Regions from separate parts of the Sus scrofa genome. Here all the other regions are linked to region 3. The links are chromatin contacts, called in public HiChIP or PLAC-seq and promoter capture Hi-C maps. All regions are on one chromosome and are shown on one strand. Each heading gives the region's core, a stretch centred on a gene start, on an enhancer-like site or on the middle of the called end of the contact. The rest is flanking DNA. Distances are from core to core; before and after follow the strand shown.

What was found. Promoter capture Hi-C pulls out the DNA fragments that hold promoters and counts their contacts. HiChIP or PLAC-seq counts read pairs in DNA pulled down with a chosen protein or histone mark.
Region 1: a contact with region 3 is called in an H3K27ac HiChIP or PLAC-seq map of alveolar macrophages. The contact joins the promoter of CFDP1 here to the promoter of PDPR in region 3. A contact is called at or near these places in 1 of 5 promoter capture datasets (liver), 1 of 47 Hi-C or Micro-C datasets (heart right ventricle) and 1 of 2 datasets of contacts at active chromatin or transcription factors (alveolar macrophages).
Region 2: a promoter capture Hi-C map of fetal liver shows a contact between it and region 3, with 4 times the contacts expected there. The contact joins the promoter of ZNRF1 here to the promoter of PDPR in region 3. A contact is called at or near these places in 1 of 5 promoter capture datasets (fetal liver) and 1 of 2 datasets of contacts at active chromatin or transcription factors (alveolar macrophages).

What each region holds. Positions count from the first base shown.
Region 1 is chr6:12,222,437-12,225,136 of Sscrofa11.1, forward strand. CFDP1 (craniofacial development protein 1) reads left to right here and starts at 1,265. Exons shown (of 7, transcript XM_021093775.1): 1 at 1,265-1,497. The coding sequence starts at 1,434.
Region 2 is chr6:12,667,516-12,670,215 of Sscrofa11.1, forward strand. It overlaps ZNRF1 (a long non-coding RNA gene), which reads right to left and starts at 1,292. Exons shown (of 5, transcript XR_002344499.1): 1 at 214-1,292.
Region 3 is chr6:13,186,045-13,188,767 of Sscrofa11.1, forward strand. It overlaps PDPR (pyruvate dehydrogenase phosphatase regulatory subunit, mitochondrial), which reads left to right and starts at 1,333. Exons shown (of 20, transcript XR_002344509.1): 1 at 1,333-1,575.

The sequences.
Region 1 (2,700 bases), core at 15-2,514, 960 kb before region 3:
TCATCCACGCTTTTTTGTTCCACCTCCAATGGACCGGCATATGGTTCACACTTTTCCCTTTAAATGCTTGTGAACTTGGAGCTCTGTACACCATTAGGGGTTTGCAGTTAAAGTCACCCTTGGCATTGGTGCACAAAAGCAGGGTTGCATAGTCTTGGAAAGATTTAAAGCCAGAGGCTTTGGAGGCCATTTGCGTTATATAGGTTCTTTTGCCAACATCCTTATAAAATAAGCCAGTCTCATCAGCATTGAAAACCTGCTCTTCCACATATCCTTTTTCCTTATAATACTTAGCAAGTATTTTTTAAATTTCTGCAGCCTCCTGATCTGCAGAACTTGTCTCACCTGCAAGCTTAACATTATTCACCCCATATCGCCTTTTGAAACGTGCAAGTCACCCAGCACTAGCCTAGGACGGTTTCACATTTTTCTGACCCTGGGTAACATGGCTGTAAATTTCGTTGGCTTTCAGCTTCACAGCAGTGCTGTCCACCACACCTTTTTTATCGGTTGTCTTCTCATGAATCCACAAATTGAGCCGCTTTTCCATTTTTTCCATTGCTTCCTCACCCCCACTATAGACGTCACTTCAGCACTTTCCGGAGCAGCCTCACGTACAGATCGGCGAATTTCCTTTTCTTTTTTTCTTGATGTAAAGGATTGTTGACTCATTAACATTGAACTCACGGCCAAGAGCACTACAACTCATGCCTAAACGAAGCTTATCTAACACTCGTATTTTCCCCGGAAGGCACATCACAGCCTTCTTGCGCTTAGGAACATTAGGCAGCACCTTAGCACCACGCTCGGGGGTCATTTTTAACAGCGAAATCACCAACAAAAAGCACAAAAATGCAAAAAACGCGGCACTAAAGTGATTGCGAAAAGGACACTTATTTACAGCATTCGAGCGGAAGAAGCAAGACCGCCTGCCTCTTTCAACCTTGGTACCACAAACCTTGGGTTGACTCAAAAATTTTCACTCTCTGCGCATGTCCGCAAATAACCCCAGAAAGCACCGCGAATATTAATTTTGGGGGTGATAATAAATTTTAACAAGTAAGCGATTTCAAAAATACCAAACTGCGAGTAATGAAGGTCTGCCGTATTCCCACGGGCAAAACAAACTTAGTTTAAGCATGTTTACTAAATCAAAGCAGCTGGTAGCTCTGAAGACTACAAGTTCCAGCATGCACCGCTTCGGCGCCCAGCCCGTGTTCCGCCAACCCCCACAGTAGCATCCAGCAGAAGGCACTGGTCCGGAAGTGTCGCATTCGACCACATACACTCTCTGCGCATGTGCAGAGGCTGGGGGCCGCCCCAGCCGCCGCCGCCGCCGCCCCCGCCGCAGCTCTATGGTGGCTCCCTAGAGCTTTGCCGTTGGGGGCAGCTGTTGCGGCCCTGCGACTCAGCCCCCCTCGTGCGGCAGCGATATGGAGGAATTCGACTCCGAAGACTTCTCCACCTCGGAGGAGGACGAGGACTACGTGCCGTCGGGTGAGCGACTCGGCTAGAGGCGAGAGGCAGCTTGCCCCGCCCCGCGTCTCACGTGAGGCGCGCTTGGCTCCCGTGCGTGGGCCCGGTGGCCCGGGTGGCTCTCGGGCGCGGGTGCCGCGCGTCCTCGTACCGCGCGGCCCCCGTGACCCGGGATGTGTGCCCCGGGCTGTCTCGCGCAGCCCTTTCTCGAGGCCTCACTTCGGCCGACGCCCCCTCTCGGAGTTCGGGAACTGGCACGTGAACAGGGCCCTATCTCTGGGGACGCTGGCGGTGGTCGGTCTTCGCGTACCCTCACCAACCTTGCAGTCTTCTGAAAGGCAGTCTGTCGCCAGACCTTCCGCCCCCAGGGAATTAATTGCTCGCTGGCATCACGGCAGAGATAGATATCTTCACTTTCTGCCTGCAGGAGGGATCTTCTTGTTAGCAAGTTCACTTAATGATACCCTTTGCCTCTCTGCAATGTCTGTATCCATTTCTCTCTTTTCAGACCTTGTTTTTGTATAGGTTTCTAAAACCGAACCCAGGCTGAAATAAACGTCACCCAGACCTACCCCTTCCGGCATCCTGCACCTTCCCCAGGCTTCCCCATCAAATTATAAGTATCTTCCTATAGAGTAGCTCCGATGAAAAATAAAACCAAAAAAGCCTAGGAGTTGTCCTTGTTTCCTCTCTTTTGTTCCAACCAGTGTGTCTGTGTGGAAAATGAGTTTCTCATCACTCTCTCTCCAATCTCACTCTTACTGAACAACTATTATTCTTCACTAAGACCTGAAGTAACTTCCCAGCTGGTTTCTCAGATTCCTTGTCCACCAACATTGGTCTTTACATATCTGCCAGTGTGATCATTTGAAAACCAGTTTTCATTTGAATCAAAGTTTTGTATGCACCTGCTGAAAAATAGTCAAATATTTCTTTTTTAAGTTATTTTATCTTAGAATGTTTTTTTGCTTTTGGGGACCATGGAAGTTCACAGGTTAAGGGTCAAATTGGAGCTGCAGCTGCCATCCTACTCCACAGTAAGAGGAACGCGGCATCTGAGCAGAGTCTGTGACATACACCACAGGTAGTGTAGCTGGCAACACCAGATCCTTAACCCACTGAGTAAGGCCAAGAAGGGAACCTGCATCCTCATGGATACTTGTCGGGTTCTTTTCTGCTGAGCCACAGTGGGAACTCCAAAAATAGTTAAATATTTCTAACAGA
Region 2 (2,700 bases), core at 42-2,541, 520 kb before region 3:
TCCTAATACGCCCAGCTCCGCAGCCTCTCAGGAAGCCTCTTTTCTATAGGGTAGGGATCCCATTCATCCCTTGGCTTCGGGAATCAAAGGGAAGACAGATTCAGGTCGCGCACTCCACCTCCAAATCCCCGCACGCGCGCGAAGGTGTGGGGCGCCCCGGCGCGCCCTCCCTTGAACTCCACCCTCCGAGGCCTCCACCACCCGCAGACTCACCACTGTGCGAGCTGAACCACCTGGGTGCGATGTGCAGAGGTAGAGCATCCGCCAGCGAGGCTCGGGAGCCCAGGTACAGCATCCCGTCTCTATGGTGACCGCCGCCCGTCTCCTGGTAACCATTGCCGTGGGCATAGGTGGAGTCGGACGCCGACCCTCCGCCGCCGGGCGCCCTCTCCGAGTCGCCGGTGCCCCGGGAGGCGGGGGTGTAGAGGCCAAAGGGCACCCCCCCGGCCGTGCTGGGGTCCATGCCCATGCCCGCCACCGAGCTGACCGAGCGGCTGCGCAGCCCCATGGCCCCGCCGCCTGCCCGGTAGTGCCCAAAGTGGGGCGCCCCTCCCGGCGGGGGCACGGCGCTGTCATCGGTGGAGACCCCAGGGAAGGGGCCCCGAGAACGAGCCGCCGTGCTCTGCTTGCCCCCCATGCTCGCCCGGGCCCCGGTGGGGCGGGAACCTGGAGGCCGAGACCCTCCCCCACTTCTCAGCAACCGGGGGAGGGTTGGGCGAGCATAAAGGGGGAGGGAGTCAAAAAGGAGACTGGGAGGTGGAAAAGGACAAAAAAAAAGAAAAAGAGAAAAGAAAACCCGCGGGGCGGAAGAGGCAGGCGGGCGGGGATCCCAAACTAAGAATTTAAACCGATCCAAGCCAAACGCATGTTTCCCCTCAAGGTCCAAAGAGGCGCAGTCCGCCGCGGGCTCGGCGCGCCACAGGCCGCCCCCGGGTTCCCGAAAGCCGGGGGAGCCGCAGGGAAGGAGGGAGGGAGGCGGCGGGCGAGCAGGCGGGCGGGCGCAGGGAGGCGCCGGAGGAGGCCGCCCGCCCGAAAGCAGGAGGCGGAGGAGGGCTGGGGGCGCCGGGCGCGTCCCCCGCCTCAGGACGCCGCGACCATGGACGGCGGCCCGGACCCCTCCAGGCCTCGGGAGGGCCGCGGCGCTGGGAGGCCAGACAGAGCTCGGGAAGCGGTGATAGCGTCGCGTCGCGCCCGCTCCAGCAGCCGCCGCCTTCCCGGCGAGCCGCGCCGCCCTGCTTGGTCCGGGACTGCGCTCTCCGGCGCTCCTCGCCGCCGTGGAGACAATGGAGGGCGGCAGAGCGCAGGCGCGGCCCGCGCCCCCTCCCCCCTCCCCCTCCCGCCGGGTTAACCCTTTCCCCGCCCCTGCGGCGCAAGGCCGCGGGCGCCCGAGAAGTCCCACCCACCCAATCCGCCCTGACCTGAGGGGCCTGAGCCATGGGGCGTCGGGACCAAAAGCTAGGCGTCTTTTCAAAGCAAGCACTCTTTAAGCCCCCGAAAGTAGCCGCTTACTGGGAAAGGAGGGAACCTACCTGGGGGGCGAGGGGCGGCCATGGTTCCAGGGGTGGGAAGGAAACCCAAGGAAGAAAAAAAATTACTCGAGACGCCTACCTGGCTCTGAGGGTCAGCGGTCAAGCTCCCCACCCGGCGCAAATTTGCCCCCACAGCACCCTCTGGTGGACATGCTATGCGTTCTATCTGAGGTTCCTCATCCAAGAACCCCTAAAAATCAGGAAACTTAGGAGTTCCCGCTGTGGCGCAGTGGTTAACGAATCCGACTAAGAACTATGAGGTTGCGGCTTCGATTCCTGGCCTTGCTCAGTGGGTTAGGGATCTGGCATTGCCGTGAGCTGTGGTGTAGGTCGCAGACGCGGCTCGGATCCTGTATTGCTGTGGTTCTGCGTAGGCCGGTGGCTACAGCTCCGATTTCACCCCTAGTCTGGCAATCTCCATGTGCCGCGGGAGCGGCCCTAGAGAAGGCAAAAAAAAAAAAAAAAAAAAAAAAAAAAAAAATCAGGAAACTTAGCATTTGGGGAATTCTTAGTTGTTGGGGGTAAATGGAGCACCGGGGCCCTTGTGACTCCAGTTTTTGCTGACAGTAGATCAGAACTTTCTATTTTGTCCTTAATCAAATGGATAGATTCCTTAGCTAAAATGTGATTCTGATGATCATTAGATGTATGATAAAAAGTGAAAAGATATGGACATGAGATGGAATAATACAGCTAGAACTAGTGATTTTAGAAACACTCTAGTTCACGGTGGGACCCCTGTTTTGTTCACCATTTATCTTGGCATGCACCACAGGGTCTATCACAGAGCCGGTACTCAATAAAGATTTGCTGACCAAGTCTGAATTTTGCAATCTCTCTTATTCTCACTAACATTCATTCATTCATTCATTCAGCACCTTTTCTTTTCTTTTCTTTTTTGGCCACGGGTGGCGTGTGGAGTTCCTGGACCAGGGATTGAATCTGAGCCAGAGTTGCAATCTATGCCACAGCTACAGTAATGTTGGATCCTTAACCCATTGCTGGGGGCAGGGGCTTGAATCCACACACCCCACACACATAGCTGCAAAGCCGCCAGTGCAGCCATGGATCCTGTTTGCGCTACAGGGAAAGCTCAGTATCTATCAAATGCTGAGTGCTGGCTATGAGCATCATTTAGTTCCTGGCCTGACTTCCTTGCTCTAAATGTCCC
Region 3 (2,723 bases), core at 83-2,582:
AAAAAAAAAAAAAAAAAAAACACACACACACAAACAACAAGAACAACAACAACAAAAAACTGTGACAGCGTTCCCTCGTGGCACAATGGGTTAAGGATGTGGCATTGTCACTTCAGTGGTTCAGGTTGCTACTGTAGTGCTGATTTGATCCTTAGCCTGGGAACTTCTGCATGCAGCCGGCGACCTAAATAAATAAATAAATAAATACTTGTGACATTTTCCTCCTGAAATTGCCACATCTAGGTATCAAGTACATCTTAGCAAGAATATGCCTCAGATCTGTTAGTCTATAATGTCTTCATTTGGGAGCAGCTGGTGACCATAAGCTTTAAGCCCATAACTGAACCATTTAAGTACATTTCTTGCACCGAAGCCAGGAACGCCTTGAACATTCATACATCAGGGTAGCAAAATGCAGTGTCTGTTGCCGGGAAACCAGACCTCAAATGGGCTGTCTTGTGTGAGTTCACTGGCAAGTAAAAATGCATAAAGTGCAAGTTTCAGGCTGGCATGGTGACACAGGGGTCCCTGGAACTTCACTGCCACACTTTAGTGGCAGAAGCCCTTTCTTGTGCACGGCTGAATCCCATCACCTGGCACAGTGCCAATCCTTTAACACAACTGGTTTGAGTGGTGAGATGGGCTTGGGTGTGGCCCCAAGTGGAGAGAAGCCTGTACCATTAGATCGCTTTCCATTCTAAGAAATATTTACTGGATAACGTGCCACACGCTAAGCGCTGAGAACACAGCAGAATAGGAGATTTAGGGTCTACTGTCAGAGGGCAGAGTGTGCAGCTAGTTGGGAAAGGTAGTCAACTAATTTACTTTAGCACAAGTTCTATAAAGGAAAGAAAACAGCGTGATGTGCTAATAAGCAAGGTGCCCAGATCGCAGGTCTTCTTAAACTGCCTCTGAGATCGGGCGGGGACAGCAGAAAAGATTCCTGATCCGCTGTACTAGTGATTCGCCCAGGAAGACCGCAGCAACGGCCAAAAACAGAGCAGCTTTCGGTCCAAGAATCTTTTTTAGGCCCTGGACTGAGTGTCCTTAGGCGGCAGACACGTGGGACCGGACCTGAGGACTCGCCTCGCGCGCGCGGTAAGAGAACCCCTGCCCTCCGCAGGCTCCACCAAAGCTCCGGCCATCTTGGCCGTCCCAGCTGCATCGGTAGAAATCGGTAAGGTCCGAAGCTGCAGTTCTAAAGCGACTTTGAAACACCCCGCCTCCAGTGCGACTGCATCTTCGTCGAGACGGTGGTTCCCCTCCGCCCACCTTCAAGCGGAGACACTCGGGACCCAAACAACCCCCCACGTGTCAGGGGCGGAGCAGTCGATGACGTCACGACGCGCGTGCGCGAGTGGGATCACGCGCTGCCGTACCCTTCCTACGGATCGTAAAGCGCGGAAGGTCGCGGACTCAAGCTTCCCCGGAACTTTTTCGGCCCACCGCCCCGCCCCCTTCCCATTCCCTGTCCCCACCCCCCTTCCGGCCCCCAGGACCCCAGCCAACTGTTGTGGTCGCTTCCCTGCTTCAGCCGGGGTGTGGCTGCTTGCGGAGCTTGTGGAGGCCGGTGAGGTAAGGAGAAGCTCCGGGGGCCGCTCTGGCCTCCGGGTCTGCTCGGACTTTGCCGCCACGGGGCCCTCAGCCCCCCACCCCCGTTCCTGCTGGGGGCTCCCGGCCGCGCTTCGTTTCCCGTGGGTTCTGCCTGGTCCTCCCGCAGGCTCGTCCTGGCGCCGGGACTCCGCCCGCCCGGGCCGACACTGCGTTGCCCGATCTTCCTTAATCTCACCCGCGGCAGTGGCGCCTAGCGGACCGGTGCCCGGCTCCCCGGTTCTTCCAGGCGCCCTCAGCCTAGCCCGGATGCCCAGGACGGCGGGAATGACCTCGTTCCTGGCGCCCCGCCTCGGGCTTGCACACCGCCCCCCCGCCAGCCTCCGCAGCGGGGGTCAGGCTTGTTCAGCTGGGCCAGGTCTGCAGGTGAAATTGTTTTCCCGCGTGGAAACGTGGTCCGCTTGCGCTTAATTAACTAGTAAAACTGCTGCGGAGTCGGCAGTGAAGTTACCTGGAAAGTCCAGGCCGGGGCAGTGAGCTCGCTACTAACGTTTGACCTCTTGGTTCTGATGTGTTTGACCCTGAGGTTTGATTCAAGCATTTTCAAGCTTTTTTCGCCCTCGCTTGTGTAGGGGGATGCGGGACATGGAGTTAGCCTGTGTGAAAGGGACACTTTTCCAGGGCCAGGGATTTGTATTTGTACAGGGATTTGTATTCATTTCTTAAACTAGTCTGATTATCTGGTACACTTGTTGAAAAAAACAGCAACCTGAACCAGCAGGATCAGAATGTTAAGAGATGGACTCTGGGAGGAAGAGTGTGTCTGTGACTTGAGTTTTAAAGCAGGTGTCCCAGGGGGCTCTTGCCGAGGCAGGTGTGGGAAATGATGTGTTCATCTCTGTCTTCTTACCCAGTCTTCCTTGGGACTAGCAGCCCATTTCTCCAGGGTGCTGTGGCCATGCAGAGGAACAGCTCAGAGGGAGTCGGGGCTGTCCTCTTGTTCTAGGTGTAAGCAGATCTGAGCATAACCAGCCCCAGCAGTGAGGTTGTTTAGCAGAAATTCTTCTTAGCAGGAGTTCCCGTCGTGACGCAGTGGTTGACGAATCCGACTAAGAACCATGAGGTTGCGGGTTCGGTCCCTGCCCTTGCTCAGTGGGTTAATGATCCGGCGT